4 separate regions of the Rattus norvegicus genome follow, and regions 2, 3 and 4 are each linked to region 1. A link is a contact called in public Hi-C data. All regions are on one chromosome and are shown on one strand. Each heading gives the region's core, a stretch centred on a gene start, on an enhancer-like site or on the middle of the called end of the contact. The rest is flanking DNA. Distances are from core to core; before and after follow the strand shown.

Region 1 (5,588 bases), core at 1,991-4,490:
CAGACATCCCTTGCTCAAGAAAGCCCTCTCCCCACTGCCTGAACCTCCTCCTCCGACCTATCTGGGTGTCACCATCCAGGGACAAATCTGACAGGCTCTGTTAGCAGTGCAACCAACAAGCACACAGGCAGAGTGTAAACAGACACACCCTACCCAGTCAGGCCTTTTCTCAAATGTCTATCCTGGAAGGTGTTCCAACGGCAGAGTGGTCAAAGCTGTGGCCAATGTTACATGTCCTAGAGAGTAACAGCCAAAGTCCGGAAGCCTGCTAGATAGACATCAGGCTAAAGTAGTCACAAAAGCCGTTTCCTGGGTGTCCACTTCCCGGAGTAGTGGGACAGCCTATGATGTCTATGCAAAGGAAGTCATTCTAGCCAGAGCCACACACTCACAGCAGGTGGGACAATGAAAGCACCTCTGGTCGCTGCTGGGAAGCACAGCACAACCTCTAGGAGAGCAATCCCCCAGCATCAGGGCCCAGTGTGAGCTCCACTACAAGGTGTAAGTCAAGACATACTGTGGCCATGGCCCACATGGAAACATTCTAGAATAGTCATCACAGCGCAGTGACAGCTCAGCAAGGAATTGACCACATGGCCACCAAAGCGTGATGACTCCTATGTGACCAATCACAAGAAATCTGAATAGCACAGAAATCAAGTGACCATCCAAGGCCTGTGGGTGCAGAACACTGGGACATGCTCAGGTGACACTGGGCACTGTGAAACAGCAGTGGACATGAGCCGTGGAATGGGCGGGTCAGTGGTGTTAATGTGGGACTGTCATCTACTAGCCTGCTGTCCTCTAGGTAGTACAGGTGGCTTTGCTGATCCAGTTCCTCAGGGAAGCTAGGACTGAGTGGGTAATGGGTGGATGGCATCCCTGGCTGCACTCCTGTCATCTGACAGGGATGGCTGGGCATTCCCTAACACTGAAAGCTCTGCTTTTCTCGATAGCCTACCACAGCACACAAAGGACGAAATTAGTCAATATCAAAACACTTGCTCAGGATCCAAAGACAAAGTAGGGGCCTGAATCTGAGTCTCCAATGGCACAACCCCCATCTCTCCTTATCTGTGCCAAGCTGGCACCACGAGGCTAGGAATTTGGGTGACCTCACAGATCTGGTGCTGGCTGCATGCCAGCTCTCCGACACTGTCAGGGGCAGGCGGGGGTGGGGAAAGTTGGGAGCCAGCGATAAGACCAGTGCTTCCACAGTACGCCAGGCTGTCCAGTGCCTACTGTATGCCAGGTTTCAGGCCAGGCCTTCTATACCCAGCACTCTTATTAGGTCCACTTTACAAAGGAGGAAACTGAGGCACTCACTATAAGTGGCTCTTCCCAGGCTGAACCACTAGTAGGCCAGGACCTATGCACACATTGCTCTTTTTGACCTTGTGTCCCTTCCTGTCCCTCCTACTCATCTTTCAGAGCTTCCTTGAGGGACTTTCCAAGGACAGGAACCTCAGGACAGACCCAGCATATGGGCACTCTCCTTGTCCCAGCTCCATTTAGGCTCAGTGTTGCTGGCTGAGGTCTGGTCTCAGCATGCTCCTATAGGAGAGACAAGCAGGCACTGAGGGTAGGGCTATGTGCCTCCTGTCCCCTTGCTACAGTATCTGAGGACCCAGCACAATGCCTAATGGTCCCCACAGACATTCTGCAACCAGCTGGTACTCCAGAAACACCCAGAAACCAGCAGGAGTGCGTATGGCCTCAAGAACCAGGAAAAGGCAGAATGGGCTCTCCAATAGAGGGAGAAAGAAAGCCAAGCCAAGAGCTGCCCAGGGCTGGCTAAGCATGAATGATCGAAGCGGAAAGATGGCTGATAGGTCAAAGCTCTGGAAGGAGGACCAAGCCTCAAACTGAAGTGTTTGGGAGCCACTGAAGACCACAGGGAGAGCTTGTGGTGTCAGGAATAGAGAACTCCTAAGGTCACACCCACCCGATCAGAGGCTCACTGGACTCTGGGCCACCCACCAACATGCCACTCCCATAGGCCTAGTGGAACCTCCCCTCCCAGGTCACACCCTTCCAAGGAGGCTAAACACTGTTCCTACCCAGGGAGTGGCTTCCAGGAACAGACCTCCTGGAAAGTGGACACTGTGGCAGGTAGCTGACCAAAGCTCCTGCCTCTAAACAAAGCTTTCTTGGCGTTACTTTTTCTATGTGGGAAACAGGGGTGTTCTCTAACACCCAACTCACCCATCTCACAAGATAAAGGACGAAACAAGACCAGGCACACACGGTGCGCTCTCTCGTTAAACATTAACTAGCACCAAGAGTTTTTGAAAGGCAGCAGCTACAGAATCACTCTGGGACAGAGCTCCGGAGCTAGAACCCCAGCTGCTCACCTTACTCATTAGCTGACCTGGGGCAAATCACTTAGCTTCTTAATAACAGCTTTGGCTCCCGTGATGTTGTACTGAGTGCTAAATTAGTACATAAGCAGAGCTTTGACTGAGAGGCTAGCCCAGCCTATCATCAGTGTTTCATGGTGTGTGGCCTTCATTATTTGTGGGAAGGGGCTCCTTCAACTCTGCCACCAGAACGCACTTTTGACGACTCTGTTAGATATCCTGGTTCCCCTCCCATTGCACGCGCCTCACTTGAGTTTTTAGATTTGGACCCTCCCAGACCATCTACACCCGTCAGATTTTTATCTTTGTACCTTCTACCTACATGCTGTCTCAGACACCCCCAAACCTAAAACTCATTCACCTCCTCCTCGGGTTGAGCCTTTTAAATCTTCAACCAGGTCGCCGCCCACTTCTCTTGGTTATGACCTCCGACCCTTACAGACACACCCTCTTCTTTAAGTTACTTTGAGTTACCCCCTTTCATGAGACCGGTTCCGAACCACTCCTACGCGCCCCCACTTAGTATTTCAAACTTTGCATTGATTTCGAACCCAGCCACGCCCCCTCCGTGGGCCTAACCTCTGATCGCGACAGTTCCCTCCCCTTTCCTCATTTCTGACCCGCGACCCTTTTCCACGCGACCCTTTCCTCCAAGAGTGAACTTTGACCCCACCGGCCCCGCCCCCTTACGAATAACCGCTCTCCCACAGCGCGTGCCCAGATCCACCCGCCCCCAACCACAAGCGTCTTGCACCGTAACCCCCTCACCTACCGGCTTGGCGCCGCGGTCGCTCGCGGCCTAGCTGCCGGGCCCAGAACTCTGCGCCCGCGTACCGCCCTCAGCTGTCTCGAGCCGCCGCCGCCGCGGCTACTGCCGCCGCCATGTTGAATCTCTAACGAACATCCGGGGCCTCCCCTACTCCTCGCCGCCCACTAGTACCCATGGTAACGGAGTTGACCGGGCGATGGGAGGGGCCTGCTGGGGGAGGGGCGATGCGCCGGCAGGGTTCCCCGAAGCTGCTGATTGGTGTGGGTTGTCCAATCGGAGACCTCTAGGAGGAGAATGACGAGCAGAGATTGGAAAGTTTGGAAAAGGTGCGGGGGACGTTGATTCCCCGCCCACTCCGCCTCTTAAAGGGGAAAGAACGGCTTTCCCGTGGCACAGATTCCCACGAGTTCCCAAAGAAGTAAGAAAGTGGAATATGAGAACATAAAGGCCAGAAACAGTTCTTAAGTATTTATTATTAGCACGCGACTAGTTCCGGTATAAACTAGGTGCCACAATCCTGTTGTTTTAACACCCCATTTTACAGGTAAAGAAACAGGCTAATAGAACGCTAGTTGGTTTATGATTTCTGGAAGCCAAGTAACGAGTTTTGAATGAAGTGCTGTCCGAGTCTGGAAATCTGACACTACTTGATCTTAATCTTTTAAATGTGCTTTTTTTTTTTTTAAACCAGTCACCTGTGTGGGAGATGTGTCAGTGAGTAAAAGGTGCTTGCCGCCAAGACTGACAAGTTCTATCTCCTGGACCCACGGTAGTACTGATTCCCCACAAGTTGATCTCTAGCCTCCACCAGAGAGCCATAGACGTAAAATAAAGAAATAAATGTAATTAAATGTTTTCAAATTAATCAAAAATGGAAAACACAGAGGAAAGGAAACCCATAAACTAATACACCCTTGCACCTCTGGCTTTACTAAGTCTTACTGAAAAATTTAAAAATGCTTTCTCATCTTGAGGTTTTTAAGGGTTTTATTTGTTTATTTGGGTATTAGACACTGAACTTAAGGCTTTATACACAACAGGCAAGCAGTACTAGGTAAGTCCCCAGCCCTAGGGAATTCTAGGCAAATGCTTTCCCCAGCTGAGCCCCTTGGGAGACTGAAATAACAGGTTTGTCCCAAACAGGCTTTCTCTGGTTCTTTTCGTTGGCTTTTTCTTCTGTCTGGAAGATTCTCTTCTTTAAGCCTCCTCCTGACTCTCAGTGTTCCTTTGGGTTTTTCTCAAACATCATGTTCTCTAAGAGACAAAGCATCCTACCTTGTGCCACTAAACCCTTTGCCAGCTTTTGCTTATTTCCCTTTGCTGACTGTGGGTTTTGTTTGGCTGACTGGTTTTGGTTTCCTGAGACTGGGTCTCACTATGTAGCCCAGCCTGACCTTGAACTCTCTGTTTTTGCTGGTGGCCAGGGCCTTGATATTATTGGTATGTAAGTGCTCAGTACATATTTATAAGAGGGATAGCTGAATAAAGCGTAATTCCACCCTCTAAAGATTCACTTAGATGCTCATTGCCTCTGCTCGCACCCGCACACTGCCAGGCACATAGCAAGCGTTTTGTTAACGTGCAAACCGTGGATGAAGGGCTGCTGTTCAGGTCTCTGTTCACCTTTTCTCCCGCTCCCCACACCCCCATCTCTCTCTCCATTTTATTTCTGGTTGAACTCAGGGCCTCCGATGCACTGAGTCTTTTACCATTGGGATTACATTACCATGCCTGGTAGAATGGTCCGAATAGTATATCTTTTAAAAAAAAGATTTATGGGGCTGGAGAGATGGCTCAGCGGTTAAGAGCACCGACTGCTCTTCCAAAGGTCCTGAGTTCAAATCCCAGCAACCACATGGTGGCTCACAACCATCTGTAATGGGATCTGATGCCCTCTTCTGGTGTGTCTGAAGACAGCTGCAGTGTACTCATATATAATAAATAAATAAAAAATAAAAAAAAAAGATTTATGGGGGAACTGGGAGGAGTGGAGGGAGGGGAAACTGCAGTTGGAATGTAATGTATGAAAGAAGAATAAATAATTTAAAAAAAAATCCCCCAACCACAGAATAATAAATGTTTAAAAAAATATTCCCCCATCTCTATATGTGGGTCCCCTCACACATGTGCGTGAGTGTGTGTGTGTATGTTCTCAGAGGCCAGAAAAGGGCCTCTGACAGAGCAGCCAGTGCTCCTAAGCACTGAGCCATTTCTCCAACCCCAGAAAATACTTTTAAAATTAAGACTATATACATCATCATGACTCTTGATATCAATAAATATTCTTCAAGAAGATTAATTTGGGGGCTGCCTCGGAAGCCATCCTAGTAATTTACTCTAATTTGCTTAGCCACATTTTTCTAATTGAGTTTCTGTACCGTGATACATATTTTGCTTTTAGAAACCATCATCCAAAAAAAAAAAAAAATCCAAGCAGCTAAATAATTACTTCCTTTGAA
Region 2 (5,613 bases), core at 1,564-4,063, 160 kb before region 1:
TACCTATATTTCTTCACTAAAATACATATGGTTTTCTCATAAGTTACTTTGCTTTTATTTCTCCTTTATAGGACAGTTGGGTTTATGAATTGATTTTTTTTAATTTATGCACATAAGTAGGTCGCATTGTCTAGGAATTATTTCAAGGGAAGGGGAACAATATGAACATTCGAGTATTTGTGTGGGACACACATGAGATCAAGAGGCCAGGCCCTTTGCATGCTAGTGTGTGTGTGTGTGTGTGTGTGTGTGTGTGTGTGTGTGTGTGTGTGTGTTACCCTGCTGGGGTGGGGACGGAGGCTCAGTGCATAGTAGGGCCAGGCCTCCGAATGGATGTGGGAGGGAGGGGACTTGGCTGATCCCTCGGTCCATGTCAACTGGAGGAGGGGGTCCTCAGTGATCTGGGGGAGACGGCCATGTCTTTCACTGAGCTACACACCACCCCTCAATGCTTGTTTATTTTATCAGATTTCCTAGAGTTTGTGTTTGTTTGTTTTTGTTTTTGTTTTGTTTTGTTTGAGAAGGGTTTTTCTGTATAGCCATGGCGAGCCCGGAACTCACTGGATAGACCAGACTGACCTCACACTCGAAGATCTGCCTGTCTCTGCCTTCAGGGTGGTGGGATGAAAGGTGTGTACCGCCACTTCCCAGCTGCCAGTACTCTTAACTGGTCTTAGATGGGTGAACATCTCTGGAACCCCCTGGTTTTTTTTTTTTGTTGTTGTTTGTTTGTTTTTGGTTTAAGATTTATTTATTTATTATATATAAGTACACTGTAGCTGTCTTCAGATACACCAGAAGAGGGCATCGGTTCTCTTTACAGATGGTTGTGAGCCACCATGTGGTTGCTGGGAATTGAACTCAGGACCTCTGGAAGAGCAGTCAGTGCTTTTAACCGCTGAGCCATCTCTCCAGCCCGAACCCCCTGTTTTTTGATGATGTTTTTTGTTTTGTTTTGTTTTGTTTGTTTTGTTTTGTTGAGACAGGATCTTATGTATGCCCAGGCTGGCTTCACTGTAGTCCAGGTTGATCTCAAATTTGCTATGTAGACAAGGTTGTCCTTAGCTCTTGATCTCCTGTCTTTACCTGCCAAATTCTGAAATTAAAGGGGCGGCTGTTTTGTTTCTGACAAGAATCTGAACTGTGTAGCTCAGGATGCCTTGCACTTCTGCCTCCCCAGGGTTGGAATGACAGACTGCATCGCTGTGCCGTGCTAGCGTCTGCTCTTAGCTTTTCCATTTTTTATTAGATTGCAGTTCATTTGTTTATGTTTGTGTATGCAGGAACATGCCCCATCCCACCGGTGGAGGCCAGAAGACAATTTGTGGGAATCAGTTCTCTCCTTCCTTGTGTGGGTCCAAGGAATGAAATTCAATTTTTCAGGCTTCATGGGAAGTGCCTTTACCTTCTGAGCCATCTCACGGGCCATATTTTGGTCTTTTGGTATGCATTGTCTCTGTGTGACTCTGGCTTGCCTGGAGTTCACTGTGGTCAACTAGATTGGCCTCAGACTTGTAGCAATACTGACTGCTGGACGAGATATATAAAATTATGTTATGGGGTTGGGGATTTAGCTCAATGGTAGAGCGATTGCTTAGGAAGCGCAAGGCCCTGGGTTCGGTCCCCAGCTCCGAAAAAAAGAACCAAAAAAAAAAAAAATTATGTTATATAATTAATAAACATTAGAATTTGGATTTAAATTGTATACATTTAATTAAACATATTTAATTATATACTTAAAATTATATAACATATTATAATATATGTACACATATATAATAGTATATAGGTGTATATATATATAAACATTATATGTATATGTGTGTGTATGTGTGTGTATCTATATAAAATGTGCTGTAACTGGGCCTTTTCTATGCCTGCCCTTGCTCCCAAACAACATGGAAATCTTTATAGTTATTTAATAGCTTTTGGCCTTAAGCTAGGCTTGTTCCCAGCTAGCCTGTAACTCAGTTATTCCATTTATCCTAATCTAAGTTCCGCCATGTGGCTGGTTACCTCTCCTCAGTTTCATACAGTCCACTTCCTCCACATCTCCCACGCCTGATCCTTTCCCAGAGTTCCTCTCTCTGTCCCACCTTGCTAGTCTGCCTTTTGCCATAGGCCACAGGCTTTTCATTTTAACCAATCAGAAGGTGCCTTAGGCAGGCAAGGAAGGACAGAGATTCATCTTCACGCAGTGCACAAAAACATCTCTAATAATAGGCCACCATTTCCATTGTAGCATTTATTAATTTTGAGACAGGCTTTCCCGATGTAGCCTGTCACTGCTCTAGGGGCAGTAGGACCTGGGAGATGGAGTTGATAAAATAGTTGAATTTAGCAGTGGGTGGTGACAAACTTTAATCCCAGCACTTGGGAGGCAGAGACAGGCTGATCTTTGAGTTCAAGGCCAGCCTGGTCTACAAGAGAGGACCTACACAGAAAAACCCTGTCTTGAAAAATCAGGAAAATAAAAAATAAACGTGTGTTCCACAACACCAGGCTTATTTACTCTTTATTAGGTATCCCTTTCAACCTGGGAGATAGTCGATGCTATTTTCTCTTTACAGCAATCCCAGACCAAAGACATGATTTATCTAGGGCACAGTGAGGCAGTATTCGAACCCCCATCTTAGGGGTGACTGAAGCCTCTGACAGATGCAGGGAAGGAAGGAAGGGGAGGAGCCCTTTGTGACAGTTGTCCTAGGCTAGGCATAAACAGGATGTGGTGTTAGATGAAAGCTTCCCCCTTTCACAGCCCGGGCCCCCACCCCTAGAAGACAGAGGAACTGAGAAGAGGCCTGAGGACAGAAAAAACATGGTCAGAGGGCCTGGGTGACACGGAAGGGTGAGGGGGCTGAGGTTTAGGGTGACCTGGAACAAAGAGGGTACCTGAATGGAGGTCAGCTGGGGGATGAAGGTCACAGGCAGGGAGGGAAGGGACCCAGCTGAGGCAAAGCGGGGTCATAGAGGTGGTGGTTTGGCCCCAGGCGAGCAGATCCTTGGGTCTTCTGGAGTAATCCAAGAGTCCCCACCGGACTCTGTGCATACCTCGGGGCTGAACTGTGTGTCTTGGTTACTGCTCCCCCCACAACCCTCGACCCTCTGAGGCCTTTGCTAAAGGCCTTTCATATGGGCTACCTTCAGCTTCTTCTTTGACTTATGGAAATGCTGAATCAGGAAAGGGGCCAGGTTAGAGGCTAAGCCAGCTCAGCACCCCCCTGTCCCGTTGGCAGTCCGACTCCCTGGTGGTGTGTGACGTGGACCCGGAGCTAAAGGAAACACTGAGGAAATTCCGTTTCCGAAAAGAGACCAACAATGCCGCCATCATAAGTCAGTGACCTCTGCCCTGTGAAGGGTCGTGCTGGGGGGAGGGGGGGACAAGGCAGGGAAAGCTGGGCTGGTATCCCTTGGGATGGGGAGGGTCTGTAACCTGTGTTCTATCCCTCCCCAGTGAAAGTGGACAAAGACCGGCAGATGGTGGTGCTAGAAGACGAATTCCAGGTGAGGGGCTGGGATGCTTGATCCCCTAAATACAGGGGGAGGTCTGGGGACAAAGTTGGTAAGAGTGCTCCCAGGGTTGGTTCCAGGTACCTCATAAACAGGGCACAGTGACACATGCCTGTAATGCTGGCCCTCTAGGGGCGGAGAGAGAGGGACCAGGATTCAAGGTCATTCTTGGTTATAGTGTTAGTTGGAGGCCAGCCTGGACTACAAGAGACCCTGTATCAAAAAGCCAAATAAAGACTGGGTGTGCTGGCACTGGCTTTTAATGCCTGAACTCAAGAGGGGCCAACCTGGTCTACATAGTAAGTTCCAGGCCTTATTTCTGCAAAAAAAGCCAGGTGTTTTAGTCAGGGTTACTATCGTTGTGATAAAACACCATGACCAAAACAAGCTGGGAAGAAAAGGGTTTCTTTGGCTTACATAGCCTGAATCACAGTCCACCGGGGAAAGTCAGGACAGGATCTCAAAGTTGGCTGACACTTGGAGGCAGGAGCTGATGCAGAGGTTATGCAAGGGTTCTGCTCGCTGGTTTCTCATGGTGTGGTCAACCTGCTTTCTTACAGTACCCAGGCGTGGGCCCATATCACCAAAGAAAGTGCCCGGTAGGCTTTGCCTACATCTGATCTAATGGAGGCAATTCTCAATTGAGGTTCCCTCCCCTCAGATGACTCTTGTGTCAAGTTGACATAAACTAGCCAGCATGGGAGTTAAATTAAAAAGAAAAGGTTGGGGAGACAACTGAACAGAGCTCTTCCCTGTTGAGCAAGGCCCTAGAGTTTAAAAAAAAAAGGGGGGGGTTTCATTTTAGATAAGGTAGCCCAAAGCCACTAGCAACCCCATATAACTGGATAAACCTCCCACTGTGGCCTTGCCCTCTGCAACAGCCTTCCTTCCTTCCTTCTGGAGCTAAGGCTGTTTGGCAGAGAAGGGTATTGACCAGGAAGAGCTAGGCTCCCTTAGGCCCCCTAAAAGGAAGTATAGTAGAGTGGTTACCATGGGAACACAGACACAAATCGGAACTCTGGCATTTACTGTCTTGTGCAATGTGGGGCAAGCCCCTTGACACTACTGGGCCTCAGTTTCTGTAGCTGTTAAGTGGGCATAATAAGACCTTCCTGCAGGATTCTGAGACATCTCAATGAATCCACATGCGCTTCTTAGATCAATGTCTCCGCACATTTTAAGTAATCATTTAATGAATTGAATGACAATCATTTGTTTGCTCTCTCTCTCTCTCTCTCTCTCTCTCTCTGTCTGTCTCAGAATGTTTCCCCAGAGGAACTTAAGTTGGAGTTGCCAGAGAGACAGCCCAGGTATATGTGGGGAAGGGATAGAGTGTGGGACTATGGGTAGGGGGTGATAGACCTACTATAAATTGGGGGACTGTTGGGCTCTAGTTGTGTTTATGAGCTCAGGATCTCTGAGTTTGAAGCCAAGAAGTCAGAGCCTAGACTTTGTTGTTCTAGTATTCTTTTATTGCAGAATTTCTCACTAGTATGTTGAAGATCTATTTAGTTGTTTTATGTACATGACTATTTTGCCTGCAGTTATGACTGCAGAGCTCATATATGCTTAGTGCCAGCAGATGTCAGAAGATATCATAGGATCTCCTAACTGGAGTATTAAGCTACCATATGGGTCTTGGGAATGGAACCTAGGTCCTCTGCAAGAGCAGCCAAGTGCTTTAAAAAACTGACCCATCTTTCCAGCCCTTATACTACTAATTTTTTAAGGGGTAAACAAATCAGGAGGGTATTTTAAAAAAAATTAAGGTCAGGTAGCGGTAGCATGTACCTTTAATACCAGCACTTGGGAGGCAGAGGCAGGTGGATCTCTGTGAGTTCAAGGCCAGCCTGGTCTGCAAAGACAGTTCCAGGGCAACCAGGACTAGATAGTGAGCCCCATGTCTCAAAAAAGTTTTTATTTTTAAATTTCTGAGTATGCGTGTTTCCGTGCATGTCTGTCCTTAGAGGCCTAAAGGGGGCTGTGGATCCCCTAGAACTGGAGTCTCAGAGCATTGTGACCAACTTTGTGGGTGCAGGGAACTGAACGCAGTGCTCTGTGAGAGCAACGGTTGTTCTTAACTGCTGAAACATCTCTTCCAGC
Region 3 (6,032 bases), core at 3,115-5,614, 210 kb before region 1:
AAAAGAATCACCAAGTATAGTGCCATGCCCAGTTCCTTTTTTTTTTTTTTTTTTGGTTCTTTTTTTTCGGGGCTGGGGACCGAACCCAGGGCCTTGCGCTTCCTAGGTAAGCGCTCTACCACTGAGCTAAATCCCCAGCCCCCCATGCCCAGTTCCTTAAATGGGCTGGATAACCACTTCTTCTTGCCTGGTGAGAGTGGGTGACAGAAGTGTTAGACAGGGAGTAAGTGCTACACTGTTTTAAGTACTAATTGTTGGACATTAGCTGTCGTCACCGTCGTCATTCCTGTCCCAACTAAACCCAGGCACTGCACCTGGCAGCTGTCTTCTGTCCTGGTTCCCTCCAAGGCTGCTGCTCTCCTCACTGCCCAGGTCCCTCCCAGCCTCCCACCATCTCCCCAGAAGGCTTCTTGTGAGTCCTTGTCTCAGAGCTGACTCCCTTGGTAGGAGTAGTCCTAATCCAGCCAAAATAAACTCCATGTAGCTGTGTTCCAGACTGCAGTAAAACTCTGTCCTACTCATGGCTGGACAATGCTTTCTGAGGTTAGCAGAAGCCTTGATAAGAACCAGGCGTAGGAGTACAGGATGGGGGTACAGGATGGATGGGGTACATGCCAGTACGCCCAACTGAGAGGTGGATCAGGAAGTCCACAGTCATCCTTGGCTACATAGCAAGTTCGGCTCATTAAAAAAAAAATAAACAGTAAAATTGAAGGTTGGTGGCAAGGGTTGAGACCATTCAGTGGTGTAGCTGGTTGTCCAGTCCTGTCCTGTCTTGTCCTTCCCCAGCCCCTAGCCCACAATGTGTCTGTCCAATGAGCTCACATCACCATGCTGGACTCTAACTTTGCTTCAGTTCCCACGCCATTGTTTGGAGGGTGAGGAGTGTTTCTTCTACAGCTCCAGAAAGATCATTAATTCCCAGCCTTCCTAATTCCGACCATAGCCTGGGAACTCTTTGCCCAACAGTCCTTCAGTCTCTTGGCCTGGTAAAGCCTCCAAGCTTCTGTCTGCCCCTAATTCTCCCTCTCAGCTTAACTGGGACTGGTTCCTTGGGCTCCCACCTCCAGTTTCAGGCATTCTTTTTTTTTTTTTTTTTTTAAAGCTTTATTTATTATATGTAAATACACTGTAGCTGTTCAGACACACCAGAAGATGGCACTGGATCCTATTACAGATGGTTGTGAGCCACCATGTGGTTGCTGGGATTTGAACTCAAGACCTCTGGAAGAGCAGTCAGTGCTCTTAACCACTGAGCCATCTCTCCAGCCCAGTCTCAGGCATTCTTAACATGCACCTCATTTCCGCAAAACAAAACAAAACAAAACAAAACAAAACAAAACCTTCCTCACTTCCAACCCTCCAGCATTCTGGCACTCGGGTTATATCCAGTCTAGTAAGACCCAGCCCACCACACCTCAGCCAACTACTAACATGCCTAAAGGGAAGTGACTGAATGTGTACTGGGGACTGAATTTACAGATTTGTGTTAAGATAAACTCTACCATTCAACTAAATCCCCAGTTCTCTTAGCCCCAGTGCTCCTAGCCCAGGCTAGCCTGGAACTCATGGTAGTCCTCCTGCATCGGCCTCTCAAGTTAAGAGTGCAAACTGGAACCAACATGCCCAGTTCTTCCTTTTAAAGCAAGATCTCACCTAGCCACCCAGATAGGTCTTGAACTTGGACCTTCCTGCTTCAGCCTCTTAAGCAGTGGGATGACAGGACTATCTATACCAGCAGGTTTGCTCGCTTAAGGGAATTTTTGTGTATGGTGCAGGGTGTATGGCCAAAGGTCAGTCTGTACGTTATTCCCCAAGACTTGCCCTACCTACCTCACCCCCTTGCTTTGTAAGATAGATCTTTCACTAGGACCTGGAGCTAGCCAATGAAGCTGGGCTGGCTCCCGAGCCTCAAACACCCAATTATCCCCACCTCCCCAGCACAGGGACTGTAGGGATGCATTTCCATGCCCAACTCTGTAGTGTGGGTATTAGGAATCAAACTTTTCCAACTACACTACCACCTCAGTGTTGCTGCCCACATCTCATGGTCCTGGCTCATGCTTTATCATGTCTGCTTCCCGGCCCGCTCACTCAAGTCTCCTGGGTGTTCGTACCCCAACCAGCTGAGGGCACAGCTTCAAGCTCGTGCCAGTCCCTAGCAACCATGCACAGGTTCCCTTGCTCTCAGGCCCTGTCCTTGCTGCTGTTCAGGACAGATTGTCAGGTGGAATTCCATGTTCCACCAGCAACCTTCTGTGAGTCACTCCCTATGCTGGCCTTTCACAAGCCCCTGGGCTTCCTCACCTTACAGAGCTTGACCACTCTGGCCCAGGCTGTGTCATCACAGCCTTGACTACTGAGCTGTCCCTCTTTGGTCTTGTATCTGTCACTCGCTGAACTAGAAGCTCTTTGAGGGTGAGAATCAGGATAGATTTTACCCCCAGCCGCAGTTGAAGCACATGTCTGGCTCAGAGGAAGTAACCAACGAGTGGCTGGCTGACTAAAGTGGGACATGGTGGTGCATGCCTGTGACCTCAGTACACTCAGAATATGGCGGGCTGTTTGGTTTACATATCCAGTGTCGGCAGAGATTGGGCTACTGAGTGGTACTACATCAAACTGTTCTTGTGGTGAGCAAAGGGGAGCTTTGTCACAAGGTCTTTAGGGAGTTCCTCACCAAGCAGAGTTCCAGCTGATCACAGAGTGCGTAAAACTCCTCCAGACACTTGTCAAAGCGCTGTATGGGTCCGTCACTGCTTTTCCTACAGCCAGGGAGAAAACTGTTTGAGGAGTGAAGTGACTTTGAATCTGAAACACTAGGACCTGTATGTAGATATCTAATCAAGTGACCACCAAGATAGTAAGGCCAGGCCCAGGGGATCCACACAGGGCTTAAAAAGGAGGGAGTGGGGCAGTGGGGGAGGGGTTTCTATGGTTGAGGTAGAGAAGAGGTGGTTCACTCACTGTCCGTTGTCAATGTTAGTGTTCTGAATCAGGTTCTGGGCAGCAACTTTCATCAAAGTCTAGTTTTAAAAGGTCATCGAGAGAGAAAAGTAAGACACAGGAGATGAAGGCACACAGACAGGATCAATAGTCTTTTTTGAGATTCACAGGCCTTTTCAGTTGACACCTCCATTCTGATAATGGAGACTAAAGCTCACTACCATCCCTATAGCAATTTCTCCTCATATTTTCCCATAAGCCTGTTCTTGTTTGGCACTCTCACCAATAACTTTCTGGACATACCCTTCACCCAGTCATCACCGGTAGAAATGACACTTAGGCCTGACCTCTGCACGGAATTTAACAACCAGAACTGTTTCTGTTTCTGCCCCCCCCCCCCCAATCCAGTTTTTCGAGACAGGGTTTCTCTGTGTAGCCCCGGGTGTTTTGGAACTCACACTCTGTAGACCAAGCTGTCCTGGAACTCAAAAGATCCACCTTCCTTTGCCTCCCAAAGGCTGGAATTAAAGGCGTGCACTACCATACCCGGCTAAAATCCTCATTCATTCTCATTTCCTTTCTCTCCACAGGGATTCATTATGTAGACCCCGGTAGGCCTAGAACTCGGTAGACCAGGTTGGCCTCGAACTCAAAGATCGTTCTCATCTGCTGTCCGAGCGCTGGGTTTAAGAACGTGCCACCACTACAGCTCCCAGAGCTTCGCTTTAGTTAGACACAAACATGCACACACACAGCTAGTCTTACTTCTCTTCTGGGTCTACGGTCTCTCCTTCAACAAAAAGCCCCTCGGCGCACCTTCCCGGAGCCAGCCCGCCAGCCCCTTTCTCCCTGTGGCCCATCACCTGGAGACTCTCCTTCAATTGCGGGATGAGCATCTTGTAGCGCTGCACAGGATCGAAGTCCTGCTGCTGCTGCTGCAGGAGCCCGCTCTGGGCAGCACCCACCAGTTGGGTTGGTTGCGGCTGTTGCTGGGGACCAGGACCACCAGCAGAACCCGGACCAGACACACCGGCAGCAGAGGAAACCGCCGCAGCCTGTGGCTGGGGCGCAGCCATTTTCCTCCGCTAGAACACCGGAAACACGTCACAAGCGCGTCTGCTCCGGTGGCTCTTCTGCCTCTAAAGTTGGCTGGCCTCCTTTCCTAGTTAGCGTTGCTTTACCGACGAGTCAGCCAATGGGAAGAGAGGATATGCGTTTTTTTTTTTCTCCGCCCTCCCAAATCCGAGGGCTTGACTGGAATATCTTTTCACCAATCATTAGAGGCGGTCTCCTACAGCCCCGCCCCTTCACCCACAGTTCACCAATCGCTGTGAGGGACTGACCGCACTCTATTTCCCTGAAGGCCTTGCGGCCAGAAGCGACCTGTCCAGTCTTCAGCGTCTTGGTAGTAGTCGAAGCGGGAGCTGCGAGTCCGTGTCCGACGCCGTCCACGCTTTAACTTGAGTCACACCCGAGCCTTTCTCCCCGGCCCACTTCATCCCGCCTTTCTCCGCAGAGCCTGCGTCTTGTCCGCAGATCCGGCGTCTCTCAAAGTCGGCACGCCCCTCAGCGTCCGCCCGCGGCCAGCTTGGACGCCGTCCGCGCCACCGTCGCCTGGTCGCGATGGCGCCCACCATCCAGACCCAGGCACAGCGGGAAGATGGCCATAGGTATGTCTCCTGTCACTTGCTATTTCAGTGTGTGACCTGCAAGCTTGGGACTAGGCCGAGAGGGGTTGCTTACGACGTCACTGGTTCCCTCAGGTCAGCCCGCGATGTCGCACAGTGCTCCCCTCTGGGCCTCTGCGGTCGCTTCCTGGTCCCCTGCTATACAATTTTGGAATTCCACCTTGGGGGAGGGACCTAGTCCTCAGTACCCTTCAGTTAAGCTTCTGGACCGCCTCCTTAGGGTATTGAGCATCTGGCTTCATGCACTAAAGCATCACTCCCACAGAAATTCGGGGACCTTTCTTTCCACTCACATGTCAAACTCTTGACATCACTCTCTCTCCTTCCTGAAACCAGGCCCAATTCCCACCGGACCTTGCCTGAGAGGTAAGCTCCCAGCTACGCTTTCCAGGACGGGTGGGACACGAACGCATTTCGGGGAGGCGGTTGGGGGTCGTTGTGCTCTTGAGAATCTCATAAAGTGGCCCAGTCTGACCTCAAGCTTGCTGTCTTTGTACCTCTCAGCCTCCTGGGTGCTAGGAGTGCAGTCCTATGTTGCCTGGCAGAACAGGCCTCGGTTGTTTTTGTGTGTATAGTTAAAGCTGTGTGTGCCAGTCTAAAGACAAGTCATTTTTTTCCTTCTACCGTATAGGTATAGGTCTGAGATATTAAACTCAGTTCCTCAGGCTTGATAGCTGATGCTTTTACCTGCTGAGCCATCTTGTCAGCCCGAGGCTGTTTTTATAATTTGTACTACTCTTTTGATTTTTCAAGACAGGGTTTCCTCTGTGTAGCCCTGTCTGTAGACCAGGCTGGCCTCAAACTCACAGAGATCCACCTGCCTCTGCCTTCCAAAGGTGTGTGCCACCACAGCCAGGCATTATTATTCCTTTTGAGACAAGAGTTTCACTTTGTATCCCTGACTGGTTTGGAACTCACTATGTAAACCATCACTAGCTTAAATTCTCAAGTGATCTGCTTGCCTCTCAAGTGCAGGGATTAAAGGCCTGTGCCACTAACTTCAGCCACTTATATTATTTTTAATTAGATGTGTAAGTATGTGCATGTTTGTGTAGCTGCCTGCAGAGGCCTCAGTTGTCAGGTCCCCCTGGATCTGATGTTACAGGTGTAGCAGCCTGATATGGGTGCTAGGAACCAAACTTGGGTCCTCTGCAGGATAAGTACTCCTCCTTAACTGCTGAAGTCCTCTCTGTAGGCCTGCGAGACGTAGTTCTGAGCTACTGTTTTCTTAGGTCTGGAGTGGTCTGCCGAGTCAAGTACTGCAACAGCCTTCCTGACATCCCATTTGACCCCAAATTCATCACCTACCCCTTCGACCAGAACAGGTATGACCAAACTCAGTGGATAAGCTATTAAAAATAGTTCATTGAAAGCAAGGACTGCTTATTTCATTGCCTC
Region 4 (5,815 bases), core at 719-3,218, 220 kb before region 1:
CACAGGTCTCTGCTCTACTATTAATTTGTCCAGTCTGATCCTGTACCTATCAGGGTACTTTCCTCTCTGGGGCTTAGATCTCCACTGCTTTTTCACCTCCTTCATCAACCACACAGCTATCACTATGAATCTGTCCAACTGACCTTGTCACTCCCATAAGCACAGGACCTTTACGTTCAAGTCCAAACTCCTCAGATCCACACAGCCCCATCTAATCCCCTCACCTAGTTCCCTTTCCACACCTCTCTAACAGCCCCCACCCCTTCACACTCAACTTTGTCCAATTATTTAAAGGTGCAGCAGTGGGCCTTTGCACATACTGTTCCCTGCATGCAGAATTCTTCTTTGTGTCCAACTCCTTTTTCCTGACTTCTCAGCTTAGTAGTCTCCTCCGTGGTGACAGGGCTGGGCTTTCTTGGCCATGCTCAGCACTAGGTGAGCCACAGAGGGATGCTCATTGTCCTGAGGGAAGGGACAAATGCCCACAGGCTCCACCTGTCTGGGCCGCTCACCTGTTGGAGTATCACTCACAGCTGCGCAGTCGCAAACTTCACCTTGGTGACCACACCCGAGCCTAAGGCTGGGTTTGGACAGGCTGAGTCCCCGGGCTCCCTCTGGCATGGCTGAGGGGCACAACTCGGACCTACAAAGAGACCCACTTCTTGGGAACTAGACTTCACTGGTCTCCAGGCCGCTCCAACTCACAGATAGATTATTGGAAGTTGATCTAAATCCTAAGGGGGGGCTCCAAGAAGATACAAAGTGACAGAAAGAAGGGGCTGAGAAGACAAGCTAAAGATGGGAAAAGGTTGAGACAAAGAACGAAGACAGCAAAAGTGCCTGACTCTGCAAGTCCCATCTGTCTGGGCACCCCCCCTTCCCAAGGCTCAGGGATCCTGGGAACTCTCAGGCTCGGGCTGAAGCCGAGGGCGAGGGGCAGGGCTGGGAAAAACCGTGGGCGGGAGAGGCCGCGGGGTCCCAGGGGAGGGCGGAGGCTGGGGGACCGGATGCCAGGGTCCTACAGACGGTTCCTTACCCCGCCCAGGACGGCGCGCTGGGGCGCTGGCCCCGAGTCCTCCACCCAGCTCCAGCCAGTCCCTCGGCGCCCCAACCGCGGTCCCCACTGTTGGATCCTTCCCTGTGCAGTTGCAGCCCCTAACTCCAGCCGGCGCCTCCACTACCCCCCGCCGGCACGCCCCCTCATTGTTCCGCTTCGGCGCCGCCCCCTCCCCCAGCCCCGGGCCCCTCGCTCCCCTCACCTCCGGGGGAGCCACGGGCCTTGAGGTCGGGAGTCCCGCGCGTCTGCACGGTAACGCGCGGTCCCGGGGGAGGCTCACAACCCAGGCTTAAGGTCGTGAACTTGGGGTTCTTGGACTCCAGAATCCGGGGAGAGTTGGGATCCGGAGTCCGAAGTCTTGGTGTTCTAATTAGAAGATGCTGCAACCCTCTACTCGAGTCTCAGAACAGGGCGCTGGGGACCCAAATTCCTCAGTCTTCTAGGTAGGGCTGTGTGTTGTCGGGGGGCACCGGGACTCCAGAGTTTCCAGAACCCGAGGGGCTGGGATGAAGTCACCTCCGGGAGGGACCGCAAGGACTGGCTAACTCTCGGTCTCCTGGAGGTGATGGATGTTGCAGCCCTAAGTCGAGGCGCGAGATCCTGTCCCCAAGTGGCTCCAGGAGGGGGTCTCGGACTCAGAGTTGGGACCCCATGGCAGGGATGCACGGCCACAAATCCTACGGTCTTCGAAGCCGGGCGCGGGACCGGCCTCCAGCCTCGGGGCTGACTTCCCGAGCCCCCGCCTCCTCCAGAAGGGGGCGCTGGGCATCAGGTCCCGGACTCTGCACGGGAGCCAGGACTTGCGGGTCTCTTAAGACGCGGGACAGAGGTCCCGGACGCCTGGGTCCGACACTATGGACGCCTCGGGCTCCCGAATGAGTGTCCTGGGGCTCTGGGGGCGGCGCCGTATCTGGGGCGGGGAGAGTCGGGTCCCAGATGTGGGGTGGGGGGCGGCCGCCGCTGCGGCTCACATCCTGTTCCCGCCCGCTGGGGGGAGGGGCTGCCTTCCGGCACGCCCTCCCGCAAAGGCTTTAAAAAAAATCCTCGCCCCCTACTCGGAATAATCGCAAACTGCGGGCGGGCCCAACAGCAAGTCACCGCCCACATTCCAAGAGTCTAGAGCCCCGAGGACTTTTTACCTTTTACAGCAAGGCCCAAGAGGCGTGAGAATCTGGAATAATCTCACTCTCTCGTTCTTATTGGTCGGTCGGCGGGCTTTATATTTGCATATGCAATGTTATGCCGAACCATTCAACAAAGTCGCGCGACTACAACTGACTGAAGGACTTTGTGGCGCGAGGGTGCGGCCGGAGCTCCAGTGGCGCAATCGGTTAGCGCGCGGTACTTATATGTCAGTGCTAGGCGAAGCGATGCCGAGGTTGTGAGTTCGATCCTCACCTGGAGCACTTCCTTTTTTCCCCCCCCTATATCTACCCTGCTATTTTTGTGTTCTCTCATCAGTTTAGACATTTTCATCAAAATTCAATCAAACGGTTTGGCTTGTTTGAGACAGGGTCTCACCATGTAACTCTCGCTGGTCAGGAAGTCACTATGTTAGACCAGGCTGGCCTCGAACTCACAGAGATGCGCCTGCCTCTGCCTCCCGAGTACTGGGATTAAAGGCGTGCGTCACTACAACTACAGAATTTTTGAAGAATGAACATTTCCTTGTGAATTTTTTGCAATGTTTGGTGGAACAGTACCAAAGTTGCAGTTTCTATTCTGGTCGCCAGGGGGCAATAACGTCTCTCATTAAAATGGCCTGAGCGTCAAATGGAACCTCAATCTCAGATCCTAGGGATGGATGGATGGATGGTTACAACAGGCTCTTTTTGTATATTTTTCTTCTTGAGGTTTCTTTTTTTTTTTTTTTTTTTTTTTTTTTCCGGAGCTGGGGACCGAACCCAGGGCCTTGCGCTTCCTAGGCAAGCGCTCTACCACTGAGCTAAATCCCCAACCCCCTTCTTGAGGTTTCTTAACCAATTTTTTTTCAATACATACACTGAACATTCACTAGGTACCGTTCCTTCTGTCTCTGAGGACTTGACCTTTTTTCTTTCTTTCTTTTTTTCGGAGCTGGGGACCAAACCCAGGGCCTTGCGCTTTCTAGGCAAGCGCTCTACCACTGAGCTAACTCCCCAAGCCCAAGGACTTGACCTTTTAACCAGGGAGTCTGATTGCTAAAAGTCTACAAATTAAGTACATTTTTAAATTTGACGTTCACTATGTTACCCAGACTGGCCTAAACTCCTGGTTCTGTCACCATCTGGGAGTGTAAGTATATCTTTAGATTAGGTACTGATAAATACAGAGCAGGTAGATGAAGATCATCATGGCTGGGGATCTTAGTTTTTATTTTATGTATATGGGGTGTTTGGCTCCCAAGTGTGTCTCTGCACCACGTGCATGCTGGTGCCCAAAGAGACTGAAGGAGGGCGGCAGGTCCCCTGGAACTGCGGTTGCAGAGGGTTAGGAACCTTGTGGTGCAGGGAATCAAACCAGAGCAGCCAGTGTTCTTAACTGCTGATCTATCTCTCCAGCCCCAGGAGAGATCTACTTTGAACAGACACCTGGAGGAGAGGACGGAGCCATGGGAACACGGGGAGATGTTCCAGATAACACTCTAAAGCTGAAGATGGGTGTGTTAGTGGAGCAGATGAGAGGAGTGAGCAGGGGAGGGGTTGTGGGGCAGGGGCAGGATGGACTCGTGTGTGTGTATGTGTGTGTGTGCGTCTGTTGATTTTTTTTTTTAAAGATTTATTTATTTATTATATACACTGTAGCTGTCTTCAGACACACCAGAAGAGGGCATCAGACCCCATTACAGATGGTTGTGAGCCACCATGTGGTTGCTGGGATTTGAACTCAGGACCTCTGGAAGAGCAGTCAGTGCTCTTAACCACTGAGCCATCTCTCCAGCCCAGTAGTGAGGATTTTGAACTCTAGTGTCCTAACAAGTTTCCCAGAGCAACTGACTACAGGGAGGAACGAGAGAATAGGTACTTTTAGAACTGGGTACTAGCAAGTGGGCTTTTGATGAGAGGGCCCTAGAAGCTGGAGTGATTTGTAGACTTGGCTGTGTCTTTAAAGCAGGTCTAAGGGGCTCGTGTCATAGCATGCCTAGTGTCCAGAGGCCAGGAGAGGGCTCTGGATCCTCTGGAATTGGAGTTGTCAGCCGTCATGTGGATCCTTTGCAAAAGAAGCAGGTTCATTCTCAACCTCTGAGCCATCTGTCCAGGACTGGAGAGGTCATACACCAGGGTTTGGCAGATGTTGAACAAGTACTCTGTACTTTGCTACTTCCTCAAAAGAACAAGAAACTTTCTGAGGGGACCAGTGCCAGGGGTGGTAGCTGTGTATCCCTTTCTTCTAGTGCCCATCCATTTCTTCCTCTCAATGTCCAGTGCTGCTTACCTCTACCTACCTGGTGCCTCGGGGACTTCTGGGTTTCTGTTCCCCTCTCCCAACCCTGTTCTACATACCAGGGCCTGAGCTCTTTCTCACAAGGGAGGCAGTTTCCTGCGAGAGGAGACCAAAGGTCAGTAGAATGGAGTGAAAGACACACAGGTTACGGGTATACTGTTAAGGGAGGAAGCAAAGGGCCTAGCAGGAAGGACTACCATACAGGGAGACCATCTTAAAAAACAAACGGAACAAAAGTCCTAGGGGCTATGAGACAGAGGGGGTAACGGGGAGGAGCTACAGCAATAGGTGGGAGGAGTTGGGGAGAAGAAAAGAGGAAGGATGAGAGGGAGGAGGCTGAGAGGAGGGGAGGAAGGGGAGGAAAACGAAGAGGGGCGGGGCGCGGGCCCTGACGCGGGCAGCTTCCGGGTGCGGCCCGCCCAGCCTAGGCTGGCTGCGGTCTCGGCCTTTTTCCTTGTATGGTCGGACGACGAGGCTGCCCTACCCCTGCGCCCCGAGAGCTGAACCAGACGAAGTTCCGGAAATGCCCGATCAGGGTCTGTAGATGCTAGAAGGCCAAGATTCTTTAGGTGTCTGGAGACACTCAAGTTGCCTGGTGTCGGGGCCCGAGATTCCAAATGGAGCCTAGAATTTTCACACTTCTTTAAAGCCCCTGCTCCAAATCGGGAGGGTTCATATCTATAATCCTAAACATTCATAAGGTTGAGGCAGGAGGATTGCCAGGAGTTGCTCAGGGTTCAGAGGGAAACCCAGCCTTCCCTTCTTCCCCACCCTGCCCTCCAAAAAAACCAAAATCCATAAAGAATCGGCTGAGAGGGCTCAGCAAATATAAAGGCGCTTGCTACTAAGTTATAAAACCTAGTTCGATCCCGAGACCAACCAACTTTGTGGAAGAGACCCGATTCCTGACTAACACACTACACGTTAAAACGATAAAATTGGGCATGGTGACCTGCGCTTGTTATCCTAGCATTTCAGAGGCTGAGGCAGGAGGTTGCAGAGAGTTCAGATCAGTGTGAGCCAGGGTCGACCTTATTTAAAAAAAAAAAAAAAAGTTAAACTAAAATAAGTCCTCTGTCAAGCTCGCCCAGGCTGTCTACGCGGGGTTCAGAGTCCCCTAGGGGCCGGCTTTGGGGTGACCCCTGACCCTGGCCGCCCGGGCTCGCCTTCCGGCACATTCCGTCCTCGCCGCCCCGCCCCACCCCTCCCTCCTTCCTTGGCCCTGTGGGGACGGAAACATCCTGTCCCTGCCCGAGCTGGGTCAAGAGCCGGAGGGACAGGCCTGGAGCACCCCTTAGCCAAGAGAACTAGCTCTCCTTGTTCCTTTTGGGTGAC

Evidence for each region. A called contact is a pair of places that touch in the nucleus more often than the background predicts.
Region 2: a Hi-C map of the A7r5 cell line shows a contact between it and region 1, with 6 times the contacts expected there. The contact joins the promoter of Gmfg here to the promoter of Pak4 in region 1. A contact is called at or near these places in 12 of 12 Hi-C or Micro-C datasets (the A7r5 cell line, the Rat2 cell line, Schwann cells and 7 more) and 1 of 1 datasets of contacts at active chromatin or transcription factors (oligodendrocytes).
Region 3: a contact with region 1 is called in a Hi-C map of the A7r5 cell line, with 4 times the contacts expected there. The contact joins the promoter of Paf1 here to the promoter of Pak4 in region 1. A contact is called at or near these places in 2 of 12 Hi-C or Micro-C datasets (the A7r5 cell line and frontal cortex).
Region 4: a Hi-C map of the A7r5 cell line shows a contact between it and region 1, with 2.8 times the contacts expected there. The contact joins the promoter of Plekhg2 here to the promoter of Pak4 in region 1. A contact is called at or near these places in 3 of 12 Hi-C or Micro-C datasets (the A7r5 cell line, liver and mammary epithelial cells).

Annotation. Positions count from the first base shown.
Region 1 is chr1:93,013,481-93,019,068 of GRCr8, forward strand. It overlaps Pak4 (p21 (RAC1) activated kinase 4), which reads right to left and starts at 3,241. Exons shown (of 10, transcript NM_001106238.1): 1 at 3,133-3,241.
Region 2 is chr1:92,858,501-92,864,113 of GRCr8, forward strand. Gmfg (glia maturation factor, gamma) reads left to right here and starts at 2,814. Exons shown (of 7, transcript NM_181091.2): 1 at 2,814-2,821; 2 at 3,237-3,333; 3 at 3,455-3,504; 4 at 4,771-4,820. The coding sequence starts at 2,819.
Region 3 is chr1:92,806,833-92,812,864 of GRCr8, forward strand. It overlaps Paf1 (PAF1 homolog, Paf1/RNA polymerase II complex component), which reads left to right and starts at 4,365. Exons shown (of 14, transcript NM_001024898.1): 1 at 4,365-4,616; 2 at 4,971-5,000; 3 at 5,867-5,959. The coding sequence starts at 4,570. It overlaps Med29 (mediator complex subunit 29), which reads right to left and starts at 4,076. Exons shown (of 4, transcript NM_001106237.1): 1 at 3,810-4,076; 2 at 2,968-3,026; 3 at 2,681-2,765. The coding sequence starts at 4,022.
Region 4 is chr1:92,790,642-92,796,456 of GRCr8, forward strand. It overlaps Plekhg2 (pleckstrin homology and RhoGEF domain containing G2), which reads right to left and starts at 1,969. Exons shown (of 19, transcript NM_001415791.1): 1 at 1,260-1,969; 2 at 513-643. The coding sequence starts at 621. Trnai-uau1 (transfer RNA isoleucine (anticodon UAU) 1) reads left to right here and starts at 2,370; the gene lies at 2,370-2,463.